2 separate regions of the Sus scrofa genome follow, and region 2 is linked to region 1. Evidence: chromatin contacts called from public HiChIP or PLAC-seq data. All regions are on one chromosome and are shown on one strand. Each heading gives the region's core, a stretch centred on a gene start, on an enhancer-like site or on the middle of the called end of the contact. The rest is flanking DNA. Distances are from core to core; before and after follow the strand shown. Region 1 holds the start of FBXO33 (F-box only protein 33). Region 2 holds the start of LRFN5 (leucine-rich repeat and fibronectin type-III domain-containing protein 5).

What was found. HiChIP or PLAC-seq counts read pairs in DNA pulled down with a chosen protein or histone mark.
Region 2: an H3K27ac HiChIP or PLAC-seq map of skeletal muscle shows a contact between it and region 1, with 9 times the contacts expected there. The contact joins the promoter of LRFN5 here to the promoter of FBXO33 in region 1. A contact is called at or near these places in 1 of 5 promoter capture datasets (fetal liver) and 1 of 2 datasets of contacts at active chromatin or transcription factors (skeletal muscle).

What each region holds. Positions count from the first base shown.
Region 1 is chr1:169,913,542-169,918,418 of Sscrofa11.1, forward strand. FBXO33 (F-box only protein 33) reads right to left here and starts at 2,315. Exons shown (of 4, transcript XM_001926592.7): 1 at 1,451-2,315. The coding sequence starts at 2,058. LOC102162695 (a long non-coding RNA gene) reads left to right here and starts at 2,259. Exons shown (of 12, transcript XR_002338918.1): 1 at 2,259-2,547.
Region 2 is chr1:171,903,288-171,908,164 of Sscrofa11.1, forward strand. LRFN5 (leucine-rich repeat and fibronectin type-III domain-containing protein 5) reads left to right here and starts at 2,843. Exons shown (of 6, transcript XM_021101105.1): 1 at 2,843-4,380. LOC110262077 (a long non-coding RNA gene) reads right to left here and starts at 2,177. Exons shown (of 2, transcript XR_002346604.1): 1 at 728-2,177; 2 at 1-564.

The sequences.
Region 1 (4,877 bases), core at 1,065-3,564:
GGCCTCTAGCCATCACTCAGCTCTGACAAAGAGTCTCCAACCTGATCAAGACCAATTTATAGCCTTAAACAGCCTCTCTTGCCACATAAAATGAAAGTAAGGAAAATAATGGCTTGATGTGAAAAGCTGGGAAAATACACAGCCCACTGGAATGATGAAGCCATGCTCCAGATACAGTCTGGAGCCATATGCTTATCTCCTACCCTTCTGAATCAGAAACATAATTAAGAATATGTGTATATATATATATCTCACTTAGCATTAAACCCGGACCTTAGTTCCATCCTGTTCAACATAATGTAACTACCGCGAAAGAAAGACCACTGCTTAGAGAAAAACAATGCTGTATACAATGTGTACATCATTTGACAAATTGACCCTGTTATGCATCAGTTTCTTTTCTATAAAATAGGGATAATAATAGCTATCCTGACTAACTCACAGGGTCATTGAAAGGAGCAAATAAGATAGTGAATGTGAAAGTACTCACAAACTACTAAATTATTATTATGTAAGTTGCTCCTTCTTAGAACTTTTGAATTTTCTTCTAACTCATACTTTAATTATAAAGTTAGAATACCCAGATACAGAACATCTAAATTAACAGTATTTTGGAGACGGTGATAGACAAATAATGGAAAATATTGATTAGGACAATGGGTCAGAACATATCAAGTTAGTCTCAGAATTACAGTAGAATTCTAATGAAAAACTAGGCCGCTAAGGGCTTACTCTTTATAGACACAGGCCAGTTCCCCCAACTCATGCAAACACCAAGCTATATATACTGTGCTACTTTTAGGTGAATAACTAGGGATAAGTTGAGTCTGGAGGTGCAAAGGGGAGGGACTTCCCAATCTTCATTATCAGGCTGTTCCCCAATCCTTTTAACAAACACTCCTACTCTTCATGCCTGGCCTAGTTAATCAAAACTATTCCCAGTAAGAAAATGGCTGTCAAAGATTTTTTGGGGGGGTACAGTCTAGTAACTATGAGAAACCAGTAGCATAGCTAGTCCTTCCCCACCACGAACTATTTTGAATGGATAGATTCAGAACTGAAAAAATCAGGTAGGATTTTGTTTCTCCCAAGACTCACTCACAGGCCTCACCCTCCAAGCTTCAGCTCTCATCTGTAAAATGAACTCCATCCCATTGCCAACGAAAGTACGAATGAGACAGGGCTTGGAAGGTGCCAGGAATGCTGTCTGATAAACACCAAATCCATCACTGTTTATAAAGTATTACGATAATCCCGTTATGCCCTCCCGCCTCAAGGAAATCGCTGGATTAAAACTGAAACCCCTAATCACTGAAAAAAGCAACGCTGAAGCGGGCCGGGAGTATCCGCACAGAATCTATTTTGAGGTGAGAGGAAGAAGGCCATCCTGCTCCCCGGGAGAGGAGGAAGCGGGAGAAGAGGATGAATGCAGGGTCCACGACGAGCCTACCTGTTGTTCCGGATGCTGACCAGCACGCACAGCACCAGCTCTAAGTAGGTGCGCAACACTTCTAGCCAACGGGATGAGAGCTGCAGGGCTTCGACTTCTTCCCCGCCAGTCCCGGTGTCGGCGCTGCCTCCATCGCCCGGGCCGCCGCCGCCGCTCAGGTAATTCTCCGCGGCGAACTCAACGCGCAGCTCTCGCACGAACCAGCCGCACTTGCGCATGAGGAATTCGAGCCGTGGCTGCTCCGCAGGCGAGACGCGGAGGCAGATGCGGAGCTGGGGCCAGAGAGCAGGATAGAAGAGGCACTCGCGCCAGTGCGAGCAGGAGGCCGAGGCCCGTAGCCGGTCGGAGGCGGACAGGAAGGAGAAGATGTGCACGATCAGCTCGCTGGGCAGCGACGCAGCGCCTGCCGCCTGCCCGCACAGAGCCATCCGGCCCCGCCGCCGGCTGCCGGTCCCCGGCCGCCTCCGCAATCCCCGGAGCAGCCCCCGCAGCCGTCGCAGCTGCTGCAGCCGCAGCCGCCGCCGCCGCCACCGCGCCACCCGGGCGGCCCCTGCTCGGGTTCCGGCTCCCGGTGGTCGGGGCTGCGGCACTGACAAGAACAACAACATCAATGACAAGGAAGAAGGGGGCGGAACCGTCGTAGGTCTCGGCGGAACCAAGTACAGCACAAGTTGCGGAGAGGGGGAAAGGCCTCTGCGGGGTTGGCCTCCAGACAGCCAGCCTGTGGCCTCTCAAACTTTACTCACGCGCGTCCGAGGCCTACACACTCAGGAACTTCAAAATCCTTGCTTTTACTGGTTAGGGGCCCGGAAGCGGCAGGACTAATTGTAAGGAAACGGCAGCCCTCCCCGCGCCTGGAGGCGGAGGCAGAGCAGTGGTAGGACCTGAGTTTGACGTCACCAGTGGTGGGAGGAGCCCGGCGTGATCCGGAGCTACTTCCGGAAGAAGGGAGCGCCCGGTTGCCGGTAGGAAAGGGAGACGCGGCACGTGACTCCTGACGCACGCAGGCTGTCGGGACGGGGGTGGGGAAGCGCTGGTGGTGCCGGTGTTGGGCGCCCCCTCCCGTCTCACAGAGACCGCCGAGTCCCGTCTTGTTTGTAAGTCGGTTAACTGGGGCGCTCAGGCAGTGTAAGTGGCGGAACTCGCGTTAGCGTAAGCGGGCGGTGACGCTTCTCATTATACGTTTTCCTGTTGCTGGGCTGAGGACTCAGAGCCAAAGTGCCGGCTTGGGTCTTTTTCAGCCTAACCTCCCCTCCCCCCTCCCCCGCAGAGAATTGTTGGGAGTTTCTGAGAAAAAGCCGCTAAGGCAGCAGGACCGGCGCCCTCGCGGGCTAACCCGAGGGGCTGGGTGAGGAGAGGAGAAGCGCGGGGAGGGGAGGCTGGACACAGGCCGCAAGCGGACCTTCCCTCGTGGTCAGACCTCGGAGTGGACAGTAGCGCACACCTGGGTGCGAGGGGAAGGAGTGAGGACAGCGCCACCCTTTGGATTTTGAGGGAGAAGAGAAAAAAAAAGGGCAAATGGGTTAGATCTGTTGGTTGATAATTAGTCTCTTATCCAGAGATTGAGGGAGACTGAGTTCCAGGTTTGGGGGCTCTAATTGTAAAGAAGTTTGTTGTTATGGTAAAGGTTTTCTTTAGCTCGGCGCCCGGTTTTTGAGGGAGGGATTTTTCGAAAGAGTGTCCTAACTTTATCACAACTCGGGAAGTAGTTAGTTAACTGACTGTAAGGAGCAGTGAAGTCAGAAAGAAATAAGCGATTTTATGTAATAATTGAGGATCGCTTTAATGAGGCTGCCGCTTCAAAGCCTTAACTAGGGTCTTGGAACAGCCGTGTTTATTTGTGGCTAACTCTCAGAAGCTGTTCTCCTGGATATTTTTAGCCCTCTGAGGGCAAAACTCTCCATTCATAATGCTTCCATGCCTTTTGATGCCTAGCACAGGCCCGTTACCAATAATATTGTGTTGGTACCTCAGTTATCTTCATTTCGGTACCTGTGGGGGGGGGGAAGCTATCATTCATGGTAGGTCACTTCTCTGAACCTCTTGTCTGTAAGAGATTTTTCTATGCAGTTATTATTATATCTTATGAATGGATTAATGAGCATTAATGGAAACAGCAGTGAATTAGGAAGTTGAGGCTTGGATTTAAATTTTTTATTTTTTAAAAGCATTCATTTTTTGGGGGGGGGGCTTGTCTTTTTAGGCCCGCACCCGCGGCATATGGAGGTTCCCAGGCTAGGGGTCCAGTTGGAGCTGTAGCTGCCGGCCTACACCACAGCTCACGGCAGCCCTGGATCCTTAACCCACTGAGCGAGGCCAGGGATGGAACCGGCAACCTCATGGTTCCTAGTGGGATTCGTTTCTGCTGCACCTCCATGGGATCTCCATCATTGAAATATTTTGAGTGACCCATGGACATCTAGATTTCCCACTTAATAGTAATTAAGTGTGCATCTCTTTAAAAGCGTATTATTACATAACAAAACTATCACACTTGAAAAACTTCTGTTGTCTAATAACCCATCTTCAAGTTTATCTAGTTATTTTCCAAATGTTTGTTATAGATGTTTTATCCAAACCAAGATCCGGTTGCATAGGCCGGCAGCTACAGCTCCGATTTGACCCCTAGGCTGGAACTTATATATGCCATGGATGCTGCTCTAAAAAGACAACCCCCCCCCCAAAAAAAAGGAAGTTCCCCTTCGAGGCTCAGCAGTAAGGATCCCAACTAATATCCAAATCAGGATCCAAGTAAGGGCCACACTTGTTTTAGTTTGTATTTAAAGCTTCTTTTAATCTAGAATAGTCACCCTCTTCCCAGCACTCATTTTTGGGGTCTCTCTGATTAGTTAATTACAGGAGGCTTATTGTGCTGTAGAATATCTCCCATCTGTAATTGTTTGGCTACTTTCTCTTGGTGTTTAGCTTACTACTCTAGTCCCTGAATTTCTAATAAACCTACATATTAATGTTAAAGGCTTGATTAGGTTGGTGACATCTTGATCTCCCTCCTTATAAAGTTTTGTGTTTTGTTTTTCTCTAAGTAATCTGTGAGATGTTATTTTCTACAAATGTCCAACTCCTCCATCAATGATTCACTTAATAGCCTTAACAATAATTGATAATTCTTGCCTGAATCATAATTTTATTATGAGTTGCAAAATAATAATTTCTAAGTCTTTTGTTCCATTTATATTTATTAATTTTCATTCTTCTGGATAGGAGAAGCTTTCTTTAACAAACTGGCAACATTTAGTTACCCTGAAATACAGCTCCTATTCTCCTATTGAAAAGACAGGAAAAAATGCCTAGTTCTTTTTCTTTTATTACCCATTTTGAAAGTAAGTTCTTTGGCCTCAAAGAGTGATGAATGAGTTTTTCTAGTTTTTATTTTTTCTGAATATCAAATTCTCATGGATTTTTAAAA
Region 2 (4,877 bases), core at 1,593-4,092, 2.0 Mb after region 1:
ATTTTCAGAGGCCTTTCTTTGGTGGAGGTAAGAATAAAAACTACCCTCTGTTAACTTTGAGATCATTTGGTAAACAATATCATAGCTTCTCCTGGAAAGTCTTGCCACCTTCTACTGTCAAACTAAAGCAAAGCTTGCTTCTTCCTTTCTATTGGCAAATTCTAATCAGACTGGATAGGAGGGGAGGGTACATGGCTTTGCCAGAGAGTGCTTTCTTGAGATAAGATTAAATGAGGAAAGCACTTTCAAATATAATGTATAATGTACAACAGGAAGGCTAAACTAAAGGAAGAGAGGATGTTTTTGTGAGCTTGGTAGGGCTTGCAAAATAAAAGAACACTGTAAAGTTACACATCACTACTCCCCACATTAAAGAGACATGGATTTCATCTTTCTTTTGCAACACACACACACACACACCCCTCTCATACCCCCCAACACCCTCTTATAACCACACACACACACCCTCTTAGAACCACCCAAGGAGATATTTTAACTGCTCTGCTCCCAGCCCTGGTCTTCTTACAGCTGGTTAAGTGTGCCCCCTGCTCACCTCGGTCCGCCCTGAAAGAAAAAGGAAAGAAAGAAAAGGAAGGGAGAAAGAAAAGAAAAGAAAAGAAAGGAAGGAAATGAAAAAGAAAAGTTATTTAGTCCAGCAGTGCAAAGTCTTTGGATTTCTCATTCACTCTCTCTCTCTATAGTTTGGTCCCCAGGGGGAACTGCAAACCTTTATCTCCCGGTCTTAAGCGGTTCCTATCCGCTCAGCAGGGAAGGGTGGCAAGTGGGACAATCCTGAAGAAAAAAGGAGTCACCCCCGCGTCCTAAAGTATTTGGAAGTGCTCGCTGGAATCAGCTTGTGGTCCAGGCTGGTGCGACTCCGCCGCCCCTCAGTGAAGTCCCAGAAAGCGGCCAAGTTTAAAGTGAAATGAAGATGGAAGCACTCTCTCCCAGTTTCTCCGGGAGTCCCTGGACTTATTTCGCTGCAGGTTCTTGCCCTGGACTTTACGGAAACTTCATTTTTTCACTTCGAGGGACAGAAAGCCACAGGGAAAGCGCTGATGGTTTTAATGGAGAGTCTCCTGGACTGCAGCGGTGTCCGCTGATGTATTTGTCCGCGGTATCCCATTGGCTTATTTTTGTGAGGTATCGCTGCACGGTCCCTCTGCTGCGCGAGTTTGACTCCAGCTCTCGAATTAGGATCGTCTGGCGCCACCCGGGCTTGGTGGAACTCTTCCCGGAGCCCCGGACGCGGAGCCGCCAGAGGACCAGGAGGGAGAAGGCGCAGCCTGAACCGCAGCCCCGGAGTCGCACCCCTTCAGCACAAAGCCTCCAGAAGAGTTGCGGGGATTCCTAAAACCCGGATTGGATCCGGAGCCCGGATCGGGGGTGGTGGGCGGCATAGAGGGGAAGAGGATGGAGTAGATGCGAGCTGTTTCCACTTCAAGCACAACACGCCTCGCATTCTTTCCCGAAATAGGCAGCTGTGTGTGTCCTGCCTATGCATGGGTGCACGTGTAAGCGCTTGGGAAAGCCCGTTGGTGTGCTCGGGTGTGAGCTCATCTTTGCACCCGCAGGGCAACGCTGAAGCCTGGGAGAGGTCTCTTGGTAGAAAGATTCGAGAGCGCCCTATCCAAGGAGGCCACTAGCACGTGGCTTTGCCAAGTAGACAAGAAAGAGGCCCTTATTAGCCAACTTCCTTCCGCAGCTCCTAACTCTTTCACTCTCCTTGGGTTTAATCTGGCTTCTGGTCCAAACAAGATCCAAGCTGTGAGGGAGGCGCTAACTGGAGCCCACGACCACATGCTGGTGAACTGGTTAAAGAGAAAAGAAAGGCTTTCCTGGCTCTAGAAGACACAACAGCTTATTTCACTCGGGGTTCCCAGGAGGAAGCCTTTACCGTGGAGGGAGGGAAGATAGGATCCACGAGAGAAATCCGGATTTGTGGCCAGAAAAGCAGACCCCCCCAACCACGGGGGCCCTGCCTGGCTCTCTCCCCATTCCTCTTCTTTCCAGCTTCAGACCTGTTCCCAGTGCCTTAGTGGCCTGATCTGGTCTGTGACTACTCTGGGGTTTGCTTTCTGCTCTTGTCATACGGAAATGTGGTCAACTGCAGCCCTTGTAATGTCTGATGCTGAGTTAATAATGAAATACAAAGTTCTTTTCAGCTTTTGCTCCCATCTGATTAGTAAGCAAACAATCACTAAGGGGACACTGGAAGCCAGCTGCAGATTATTGAAACCCCAAGTCAGCAGCCCTCCATCTCAGACATTCTCGAAGGGTTATGGCCACTGGCTTTTCTCTCTGTCGGTAGCAGTCACAACCTGACCGGGTAACCGCGTCCTTTATACCGTAACCATTGGGCAGTGGGGAGTCAGCAAGTCCTGCATTCCTAAGAGGCTTGGGACGCCCCTGGAAGTTCGCCTTTCTCCTCCAGGTCTTCTGCTGTCTCCCCTCCCCCTGCCTGCAACGCCCCCGCGCCTCCGAGGCCGCGGGATTTGCTGGCGCCTGGCTGGCCCTTTCCTCCAGCCCTGAGTAAATTGCTCCGGAACACGCCAGGCTCCGAGGCGCTGAGGGCTGAGCTGCAGGCCTGGCGGGGGTCTCGCCTGACTCTCGGAGTCAGGGTGGCGTGGCAGCTCTTGTCACTGCGGCTAGGGCCGGGCCCGCGGCCGCGCGCCCGCCGCCGCCGCCGCCGCCTCCATGCGGCAGCGCCGGGCGCAGTTCCTCCCAGCCGGGCGGCTGCCGCGGTTCGAACACGCCGACGCGTGAATCTGGGTAGCCGGGCACGCCCGGGGCAGCAACCGCAGCGCGTGAGCTGGGCTTCAAGCTCCGTGCCTGAGCGGCGGACTCGCCCAGCAGTGGCAGGCAGCGGGCGGGGCGGTGTGTGCAGTGGCGCGCAAGGAAGCGGCCGGCGTATGCGGAGCGGCCGAACGGAGGATTCTGTGTGTGCGTGCGCGCGGTGTGCGTGTGTTTGCGCGTGTTTTTCCTTCTTCCCTCGAGGATGGGAATGGCTTCGCAGCTGGCTGCTCCCTCAGGATTCTAGACTTTGTGGAGCTTTGGCTTGTGAGCGCAACCCACCCATATAATCCATTTTGCATGGTTGGTTTATATCTAGAGAAAAAAAGCGCAACTGGACGGGGGTGGGGCAGATCAAGAAAACCTTGTGGAAATACAAACACGGACACAACAGTCACAAGAGAGCGGAAGATGAAAGACCTGGGAAGATTTTCATAACCTTCCTGTTGGCCTTTCCGTTTTCCCGAAAGATCCAGGATCTTTTCTACCTTTTCAAGTCATCTTGGCATATATATGTATATATATTTTGTAAGCCGGTCTCCAGCTAGTAGCGTGCGTGCATGTGTGTATGTGTGTGTATGTGCGCGCGCGCTTATCTGATGCATTTGACTGTCTTTTATCCAACGGCCCAGAAGCAAATGTGTTAACTTGGCGGTGCCCCTCGATGCACCGGTTTTCGCAGAGCGCGGAGGACGCCCCGACCCATTTTCCCGGCTGGAGTCAGAAAGGCTGCTCAGCTGTGGACCCTCGTGTTTGGATTGATTTACCGAGAGGCTTGGAAAGCGCCAGTATTCGCCTGCTTCTAGGTACATCACAAGGTCATCAGAGGGTCTTGCAGCCGTCTTGTTTTTGTACGTCTAGACCTTCCTGTCTTGGCCAGAAGGATACGTTTCGGTCCACATAATTTGAAGCCAAAAGTTCAGCCTGTCGAGCTGGTTTCAGCACAAATAAGGTAACGAGAATTGCCTTTCAAACTGCTCAACAAAATCCCCGACTCTTCGACTCTTTCACAGCCGGTTCCTGGATCTCTCCTCCCCACCAAAATGTCACCAGCTCTTGAATTACGTGGATTTGGGTTGGAGGAGAACTTGAAGGAAACGTGATCAAACGGCTATGCCAGACCACTCTCTTTGCTGCCCGTGGTCCGGTGGGCATCGAAGCCGATCGTGAGAAGGACCAGTTCTCTCCTTGCTTTTCCTTTATCCTGCTGTACTGGGTTTGCGTGTGCAAGTGTGAGTGCGAGTGCGCGCGCGCCTGGGTGCGAGTGTGTGTGTGTGTGTTTGAGTGTGTGTCTGTGTGTGCGTGCGCGGCCGCCCTGCCTCTGCCTGCTCCCCGGGTGCAGAAACGCGGTTTTCATGGGGCGATCGCCACGGATCCTCCACCCAGCGCGACCTGCGGGCAGCGGCGGCAGTGGCAGGAGCCGCCTCTCGGACTCCCTAGGATGCGGGTGCTGAGCTATGGCAAAGGGCAGCGAAGTGACGAGCGAGACCCGCGCACGACTGTGAAAGCCACCTGGAGCCACCTTGCCGGGATTGTACCTGCGGGCAGAAAGTCCTCCTACGACCGTCTTTCCTCTAGAGGCACCAGGTAATAAGCAAACGACTACCCGCCTCACCCAGTTTGCTTCTGATCTTATTTCTAGTGTCTTATCTGCATTGCAGGCTACTTTACTTATTAATGTTTTGAAAATCATTAGGAAGGGCTGGGTATCCAAGGGAGCTCTGTGATGTTGTAATATAATTTCTAGTAGGTAGAATATAAGTCTATACCTGAGCGTTTAATCCAGCAATGAAACCTTATAAAATATGGTTACGCTCCACCCTAAGTGATGTTTTTGGAAAGCTAGGCGTGTTGAACCTGTCTGAAGATGCTAGAGATTAAAATCCCGTGTTTCCTTTAGGCTAGGGTTGCCACGGACCATTTGGTATCCAGCCCTCCTCAGAATGTGGAGTGCGAGAGGGTGTTTGGTTTCCACCCATCGTCTCAGGCAAGGATCATTTTGACCCTTTTGTACCTATGGTGCCAGGTTGTTTTCCTTTCCTTATTGTGGACGAGCTTGCCAGAGCCTTTAGTAGTTGTAAATT